Regions from separate parts of the Mus musculus genome. Here region 2 is linked to region 1. Evidence: chromatin contacts called from public Hi-C data. All regions are on one chromosome and are shown on one strand. The core of a region is the stretch at or near the end of the contact, and the rest is flanking DNA. Distances in the headings are between cores, read along the strand shown. Region 1 has its middle 41 kb from the start of Gm26101. Region 2 overlaps Zic4 (zinc finger protein of the cerebellum 4).

Region 1 (4,494 bases), core at 1,749-4,248:
CCAATTTAACCTTTCTCTTATTCATTCATGACTACAAAGACAGAATGTTATGTATGGGCTCAACAACAAAGATTTAAATTTATCAAAGCTTGCCTCCTGTAGTCAATTTTAATTACTGTGTCAGCCAGAGACAAAATTGTAATATTCAATATGGATACTTGAGTGATCAACCAGCAAGCCAATTCTATTGAACCCCATTCTAGGAGAGGGTCAATAGATAAAAGAGGCAGACCTTTGTGCTTGCTTGGAGAGACATTTATTTGTTCTGGGTATCTGCCACATATTTCTACCAAACTGCCATCCATTAACATAGAGACCATCATATTAATATTTTCTTATTTGTGTATGACTGATTTGCACCAAATAACTCCACAGCAAATAGAGTCTAACTGTGGGACCAGATCAGGGCTATGTTCTCCTTTTGCCAACATGCTCTAGCAGGTGGTCTGATAGATAATGTTAGGATGGCCTTGGTACACTGGCTTACAGCAAAGTTTATATGCCCCTTTTTGCCTTATAAAATGTGATGACAACATTTATCCTTTTCTCAGAATAGGTACATTTCAAGATATCAATGAAATATAAAGAATTTATTCAAATACTTGGCATCCTCATCTAAAGAAAATGTTATTTTTAAGCTATAGCTGGCAGAGTCTTATCACATTAGGCAAAACATATGACTTTTGCTTTTGTTTGCATTTGTGTGTGTGTGTGTGTGTGTGTGTGTTGGGGGTTGTTGTTCATTTAGAAGGCAGAGGTCAATCTCTAATGATGTTTCTCTGAAGCTGAAGCTGTCTGCCTTCTTTTATTTGTTTGTTCCAGACACGGTCACTCCTTGGCCTAAAGCTTGACTTAGGCATCCACCTGTCTCTACTTTCCCAATGGTGGTTTCACAAGTGTGTGCCAGCACTTCTAGAAATATTTATGTGGCTTTTGGGGATCAACCTTGGGTTTTTATGCTTGTGGAACAACCACTTTATCAGAACAACTATTTCCACAGCCTCAAATTTGTATCTAAGTTTTTATTTGCAGATTAAGTAAGTTTTAAAAAGATGCATTCTAAGGATATGGATGTAGAGTTGAAAAGAAATAGACTATTATCATGGCTTTGATGTGATTATCTGACTGATTTACTGTCCCTCTTTTATCAGTATATGATGGGTTAAAAACTGTGTACAAAGTATTAACCATGAGGAAATGAGAAGTTAGAGATAAACAGCATATGTAAAATGATTTATGTCTGCACAAATGACTCTATATTGTAATCTACAGCATACAATTTTATTATAAAAAAGATATTACCAGTCTCACCCTGTTATGTTAAAGATATAACAACCAAGACTCAGCAAGCAGTACTGTTAGTGTCATGAGCTAAGTCAATTGGAAGAACTAATAGAACTCGTGTCCATTTATCTTTTATCAGTGTCAAGTTCAGATTCCAAATTGAGTCTTTCATACTTCCTCATGCTGATTAGCATTGGTACTACATAGGACAAAATGGTTTCAACCTCTAAATCTACTATAATTTCTTTTTACCTCAATGGTGTATTGTTTTCCTTATCTTAAAAATGGCAATAATAAACACTGTCTCTACCGTGAAGATATTTTAATCAGTTGATATGTGAGCTAGTTAGTCCATTTAATTCATTTAGATTTAAATTAATTTAGTTATGATAAATTACTATTTCATTTGCTTATTATGTCCTACCAGATATAAGAGGAATGCAGAATAGATGTTTGCATATGTGAGTCATTCTTGATATTGTAGAAGATTTTGTTTTACACTTCGTAATGGGCATGAAACACTGAACAATGAAGGAAGAGTATATGTAGTCCTAATGCCTGCACAGCTAACCTGAAGTAAAAGGAAAGACAACCATGACGTTTATCTTGATTATATGTAAAGGTGGTGAGACTCACCTATTTAGCAAGAGGAAGTATACGTGAATATTTCATTTGTCTAATGAGGTGACACTTCAAAAAACTCCCAAACAAACTTATGTCCAGAAATAGATGCTGATATCAAACTTGAAGTTGCATCTTCAATGACAGTTGGGTTGATAACATCTGAATTGCATCCTATGGTCTCTCTCCACAGTGGGGCTATAAGAAGACTGACAACATGGAACCCTGCATAAGTGTTCACATGGGAGAAGAGTAAATACTTCTTCCTTAAGTGGCTGGATCAAGGCATGACAAGCTAATAGGTAGAAGTATCTGCACTTCAGACTCTCCATGTAAAAAGAAGCAGGGCCTAAGAGGACAACATAATATTCAGCCACTCCAAAGAGTGTTTGATGAAGAGAGAGACAAGTGTTCAGAGAATCCAGACTAAAACCTCTCAACGGTTTCCGTGGGTTTTTGAAATCAACCAAGAGTTCAATGTCTTTAAACTGCTAAACTCTGTGACAGAATCTTTCTCTAGACGCATTGCCATTAGAATGCTTTTTGAGTGGGTGGGGCAACAGTAGCTCGCCCTAGCTTTTGATGGCTCTGTATGTTTTTGGTGTGAGAGTTGCATCAGTGAACCACAAAAAATGAAGCTTAGGAATTGTTTATAGGGCTGAGCACTAAAAAAAATTTTGTTTGGCTACATAACATATTTCCTTTCCACAGGAGGTAGTTATGACAAATTAGAAGTCTGAAAATTTTCTGATGGTGTAAAGGCACAGCTGTCACTGGGGAAGCACTGATCAGATTTCATAACCGCGTGGTCCCGTGGCGCCGCAGAGAGCTCCATATGCTCCCCCAAATGCTCCAACTAAATCCACAAAAAAAAAAAAAAATCCAGCCTAAGTTCACTTGTAAAAAATAAAACTCTTCTTAGATGGATTTATCATTTTGCATCTACAAAGAGAGAAAGTCTTGTTAACTGGTTACGTTTTTTTAAAAACTAATCTGTTTAAGAACAATTTTCTGCAGCTTGTTATGACAGCTTTGTGATAAAGAGTGAATGATGTATTTGGCAACACCCCAGAGATTACTCCATTTCTATCTATGAAGGTGGACTTTTAAATGGATATACAGTGAATAACTAAGATCTTCGGGAACAGCTATTTCTTAATGGGAACAATTGTATTAAACGCTGTTCTGTCATTCCGCAAAAATCATGTTAGCTAAATTGTTAAGCGCTGTGTACAGAAATTTCAAAGATGCCAATATGGGCCTTACCTGGTTGCAAATGAAGAATAGATTGATTCTTGAGTGGTTAGGTCCTTAGATACTCATATTCCTCATAAACAGTTTGCTTAGAAGCTTTGTGACCCCTGAAGAAAACAACAAATTCAAATAAATTGACAGCCTTATCTCTTAAAGCTAAAAGGAAGATCCAGTATGCTTTTTATTTATTGTATTTATATTTTGAAGCAAGAAAAGTTTTATGTATAAAATATCTTTTTGCATCTCATTATGTTAATCATAGCACAAAAATGTTCCCATGAAAATTTTAAATATTGAAAATTTAAGCAATGATCCAAATATTTATGAAAAAATGTTTCATGCTTAACAAAGCACCTTAATTTCTAATATTTATGACACTCATCAGTATAACTAGTTTAGATATTTTTATTAAAATACAAATAAGCATATTTCATGTTTTTGTTGAAAATACAAAACTAAAATAGTAATTCTTTAGTTTCCTCGAATATTTAATATTTTAAATAATTAAAGAGGTTTTTTAATTAATTCTGAATCATATAAAGCCTGCATTAACTACTTTGTTCCTTGTATTCTTAAATGAATAATACATATAAAAATGGTGCATTTTATTAATTACCTTTGTGTTTATAATTTTCTAAAAGAAGAAAGAAATTTAGTTTTCTAGTATGGCACAAAGATTTTGGAAATATCTGTTTTGTTGTGTATAGGAAATACCCTGTGAAGAAAATGCTTTCTTAAATCCTGTGATGAATTACAGGGCACCTTTAACTTTACATTTCACCTTGCAATACACACAAAATGTTTAATTACTGGAGGATTAATGGAGGTGGTTTATAATTAAGCTGAAGTATGAACTGATGTCATCGTCCCAGTGTGATGACATACATTTTCTGCCAAAGCACCTGTTGTTTTGGAAGGAAGCAGCTGATATCATTATCTGCGCAGCTAGATAGCCCATTTCCTGCTGCTTAAAAAATTATCCTAAGGGCTACCTAAGTTGGATTAATTCAGCGTTTATGCTTCCATACCCAGAAAAGAACAGAATAGAGAAAAACAACACCATCACAATCAAAGAACGAGAGAGTGAAAGGCATGCTGGGAGCAGAGCAGAGGGAAGGAACAGAGAACCCCACCTTCTGTGCCTGAAGAACTCTGGATGGCTCCTGAGATTCTCTACAAAGATGCAGAGGATGCAAAGCAGGACAACAGTGGAGAGAGGTTCCTATTTTATTCTATTAACATGAGTGAGTAAGTGGAATGTTACAATATGAGGTGGAAACAATATAGGCAGTTTTACACTTTCATTCAGAGTATGGCACTGTATCCATAAATAAT
Region 2 (4,830 bases), core at 698-3,197, 420 kb after region 1:
TTCTGGATTTGAAGTTACTGCCCAAGCCATCTGTCTCTGCCCTAGTGAGCCATGCCCAGCAATCCGCCGGACGCATACTCCAGCCTGGTCCAAAGTGTTTTCTAAAGTAGGTTTTGTTCAAGTGCCAAACAACGGAAGGATTTGAAAGGATGAACAGCGGCGGATGCACATGCGTGTGCGCAGTGTGAGAAACGTTCTGAGCAACGATTCACCCCAAAGGTTATTTTCCAGAAAATAGAGTCCCCTCTCCTTTCCACTTTACCCATTGAAGGCAAATATGCTCCAACATTCTTCAAATCTTGCCTAGTCTATCCGAAATTCCTCGAGATAGTGTTCGCCGATTTTAATATTTATTTAATATTAATATTTATTTAATATACGGATCCAGCAGTGTCGCGGAGACCTTATCGAGTGTAGAGGGGACCCTCTCAGTCCAAACTGACAATTCCAGGTCTATGATCCTCCCCAGACAATTACCCGCCCGCCTGTTCCACCTCGCAGGCCAGAGGAGCCCAGAGGCTGATAGATGAAAATGAAAATCGGTTCAGGCCAGGAGGGATCTTAAATCTGTTGAAATCACGGCCCTGACTGTGGCAAGCTTCGGGTGAGTGGCTGCTAGGAGCAGGCCAGGCCCACCGGGTATACCGCAGGTCTAGGCAAAATTCAGGAAGGCCAGAACGCACACAAAGCTGGGAATATTGGTTGGAGGAAGGCTCGGTCCAGGAGTTTCTTGCTGCTTGAATTTGCTGCTCTATGGAAGAGAAAATGACCCCCACTCCCACCACAGACCCTCCCAGAAGCCAGAACCCTAAATCTCTGGCTCAGCTGAGGTTGTTTCGAAAAGGAAAGGGAGAGGTGTCTGTGATCTTAGCAACTGAAGGTCCTGGGGGTGATCAGGGGTGCTAAAACTTCTCTAGCATAAGACTGAACACAAGATGAGCCTCTGTTGGCTTTGTGATCGCTTCTTTCCCGGTTTGCAGGGAAGACTCCCTGATATAATCAACAGTCTCCATTCCGCCGTGGCACTGGCGCTCAGATTTAAATAGAGGTTTGCATGTAACCTGCCTTTGGCTTAGGCAAAAAATCAGGCGAACCCGTCTCCCTCACACTGCCCACTGATGGTGCTCACCCTCGCGGTAGTAGAGCTGGTACACTAGGGTCCTCTGGAAGATGTTGCCCGCTGCCATTTTCACAGGACAAGGCACAGTCTTACGAAACATTGGAGATGTATAATGAACAAATCAGTGTCCCTATTTGTCCCCAGATCTCTCTCCTTTGACTCCACCAGCGTTTGGAAAACCCAAACTTTTCTCTCTCCTCCCTCTTTTTATTTTATTTTTTTTCTTCATAAAATAACTTGTAAAAAAAAATCAATTGCAACCTACAAATGAAGGTTTTTGTGGGTTGAGGGATAGAGTTTGAGGTTAGACTTTGAAGATAGAATTCCCTCACGGAGTTGGGGGGGGGGGGATTCTGCTGCCACATATCCCATTCCAATGTCTCGTCGCGTAAACTAGACGAGTATTTCGCTCCAGACGAGAAACGGGGAAGAAAAAAGAACAGGTACCGAGCCTAGACGCATCAGTACCGGGGAGTGAGCAGGCCCCTGGGAGGCCGGGTGCAGGCGGGCCTTAGCGTAGCCCTGCTGCAGGAGGCGCCCTGGGCTCCGAGCGCCACGACCCTCCCACCCCCGCCGCCCCGCCACCCCGCCACCCCTTCCCCTTCCCCTCCCCCATCTCCCCCGAGAGACGCTCTAGGTGGGAGGGTGGACCCTGCGGCGCGGGGCCGGGCCTGGGTCCCGCGGAACGACCCGAGGGAGGCCAGGCTGGAGGCCTAGGCCGCGAGCCTCCCGACCCCGGCTTGGGGCCTTGGCCCCGGTCCTGGTCCTCGGCCCGGGCTTCAGAGCGAGCAGAGCCTCGGTCAGCGCGGGCGCCAAGTTCGCCGGCCTGCGGGGGCCTCTAGGCCAGCGCCATTTTCTGGCACTTGTGGCTGGATCTGTTTTCGCCCTGACTCCGCCCCAGAGCGGCCCGGGAGCCGGGCCTGCACCCCCCTCGCCCTCCGCGAGGGCTGACTGACTGCGGGGGAAAAGTGGGGAGAGCCCGGGCCCCGGGGGTTCCGGGAGGCGCGCCAGTTTGGGAGGTTGACCGGGCGCGCGCTCCTGGCCCGCGTCTCCCCTCGCCGCCCTACCATTGTTCCCCGGTCTCTGTCACAGCCACAGAGTGAAACCTTCTTCACCCGCTGCCTCCAGAGCCAGGCCTGGAAGTCACATTCGGGAGAATCTCAGCTAAGAAATCTGCTCCTGATCGCCGCTTCCGCGACTCAAGGAAATGAAACGCCATTAATATTTGAAAAGGCAATTATTTTCCTGTTGAATCGAAAACTGTCTTCATGAATAATTTGTAGAGAGTTCTATTGCCATTTGAGAAACATTTTGTTGCTGTTTTGCCTCCTCCTTTTCTTCCCATTACTTAGGAGGTTTGAGGGAGACACCGGAACAGGGAAGGCTCTATGGTTTGGTTTCTTTCTCTTTTCTTTCTTTCTTTCTTTCTTTCTTTCTTTCTTTCTTTCTTTCTTTCTTTCTTTCTTTCTTTCTTTCTTTCTTTCTTTCTCTCTTTCATTTTTTTTTAAACCCAAGCTGTAATGAATTAGGACAGAGGCCGAAAAGAACGCGCAGAATTCTGCCTTGAGTCCAAGCAAACCTGAGAGCCAGCCAGGCACACTTTTGCTTCTCTGATGTAGGTCGATTACGCTAAGAATTTAACCATTTTCTGCTTCACAGACTTCAAACAGTGGGCCGGCAAAGAGCAGTATAAGTTTGTTTGCTTCAAAATCCCTGTCATTAAAGATGAGTTCTTTCTCCAGCCCCGGATTGCGCATCCACTTTCCCGGTGCTGGCAGCCAGCCTCTGGAGCAGCTAGTCTGAGGTCTGGAATCCTGGTCTTACTTATTCCTCTGTCCCTGGGGATATAACTCGGGAAGAGAGGGGACCAAAGGGATGAGAGAGAGTGGGGGGAAGAGCTCATAACGTGCTTTAGAAAGCCGTACAAGATGTTTGCTGACATGCTAGGGGAATAAAGAACAAGAGCCCAAACTGGACTTTGGTCTTGCCTCAGCCTATGCCAGTGTTCTACCACTAAAACCTCATGGAGAAGGCAGTTTGTGGGAAGATTTAGCAAGCTTCTTACCGGGTACTGCAACTATCGGGGACTTGGACTCTGAAAAGGGTTGCTGTTCTAACAAGAATTGTAGAAAGGGAAGCTACCGCCTGCAAAACTAGAGTACCAAGATGGAATTCTTCTGATCTCTGCATCATTCTTCCCATTTCCCGCCTCCAAGATGGGGGAGGGGAGAAGACGCTGACTTCTTAAACTTCAAGCGAGGAGGGGTGTGTGTGTGGGGGGGAGTAAGGAGAGTCAAACGGTGGCTGCTAAACTAATTAATGTAACTTCACAGGCTGTTCTGAAAGTGTGAAAACTTTCTTCTTGCAATTGTATTAATTAGATGCTTCTGGCCAGAAGAGTTCAACTCCCAGGCTCCTTCACCGAGCTCCTTTTCTTTCTGTTAACTAGAGCTAACAGATGTGGTTGACACATGTCCCTATTTCACTTAACAACTCGGTAAATGACATTTAAGACAGTGGGTCCCGTTGGGTCTCTACTAAAATAAGAATGAGGGTTACCAAAAAAAGTCCCTTCTGTGGAGCTAGCAACACAAAAACAAGTCAAAAGTAGGCCCCCAAGGCTCATAAATCCTAAAGAAGGTATTAAGGGTCAGATGACCCCTCAGTCCAGGTGATGGTGGGGCTAAAAGGAAGAAGAGTTTCCAATAGTAATCTGTAAGTGTGAGGCAATTGTTCCCATTTCCTTTAAGACTTTGGGGGAAGCCATGCTGCTTAAAATATGTCTTAAAACCAAACTACTGGGACTGGCGATATAGCCTAGGGTTCAATCTCCAGATCCTAAATAAAATCAAAGCTCTAAGCTAGAAACACCAGTTTACCAACAGGGACCCCAGAACTCTGGAGCCACTCTGCCCAGACAGCCTCCAGAAAACGGTGAGTCTAGGAGCAGAAGCTGTTAATTACCGCTTTATAAATCTGGCTCATGGAAAGAATACCAAAATACCTCCCTCCTCCCCTCAATTGGAACTTAAGAAAATTCAGACCCAAGGGTCTGTGTCCCAGGGCTCGCAGACAGCACTGAGTACTGACCTGTATGTGTTCGTTTGTGTATTTTGAGATTTTCTGATCTAGCAAAGACCTTCCCACACCCTGGGAAAGGACAAGGGAAGGGCTTCTCGCCCGTGTGCACGCGGATGTGATTTACAAGTTTGTATTTGGCTTTGAAGGGCTTGCCCTGTCGCGGACACTCCTCCCAGAAGCAAATGTGGTTAGCCTGCTCTGGGCCACCGACGTGCTCCACAGTGACGTGCGTGACCAGCTCGTGCATGGTGCTGAAAGTTTTGGAGCAGGGACGCGGGGACATCGGGCTGTCATCCCCTAGCCACTTGCAGATGAGCTCCTGTTTGATGGGCTGGCGCATATAGCGGAAAAAGGCTCCAGGGCCATGGGGTGCGGTGAGGTTCATGGTCAGGTTCATGCCGCCATAACCGTGCAGGGCTGTGGCTGTTGCCAGAGTGTCGCTGCGGGCCATAGGCCCTGGTGCAAAAGGTTCCGACCTCGCATACATGTCTCCAGGGATCCCCAGACGCAGGAGTCCGTTCAAAGGACGGCTGTGGGAGGCCTGAGGAGGCTGCTCGTGAAGGCCCGGAAGCACGGAGGGGTTCGAAGAAGCGGCGAGCTGGGGCCCATGGTGTCCACAGCTGCTACCT

The links. Hi-C and Micro-C count contacts between places; a contact is called where the count stands out from the background.
Region 2: a contact with region 1 is called in a Hi-C map of cerebellar granule neurons, with 4 times the contacts expected there. The contact joins two enhancer-like sites. A contact is called at or near these places in 3 of 484 Hi-C or Micro-C datasets (brain, cerebellar granule neurons and cerebellum).

What each region holds. Positions count from the first base shown.
Region 1 is chr9:91,796,850-91,801,343 of GRCm38.p6, reverse strand. No RefSeq gene overlaps it. Among named protein-coding and RNA genes, the nearest start is that of Gm26101, 41 kb to the left of the region's middle. Within about 2 kb of position 2,998, at least 7 of the 459 cell types and tissues checked have an H3K27ac peak or open chromatin away from gene starts, as enhancers often do. A contact at or near this core is called in cerebellar granule neurons and cerebellum, where this site is marked.
Region 2 is chr9:91,378,783-91,383,612 of GRCm38.p6, reverse strand. It overlaps Zic4 (zinc finger protein of the cerebellum 4), which reads right to left. Exons shown (of 3, transcript NM_001374749.1): 1 at 4,211-4,830. Among named protein-coding and RNA genes, the nearest start is that of Zic4, 3.2 kb to the right of the region's middle. Within about 2 kb of position 1,947, at least 77 of the 459 cell types and tissues checked have an H3K27ac peak or open chromatin away from gene starts, as enhancers often do. A contact at or near this core is called in cerebellar granule neurons and cerebellum, where this site is marked.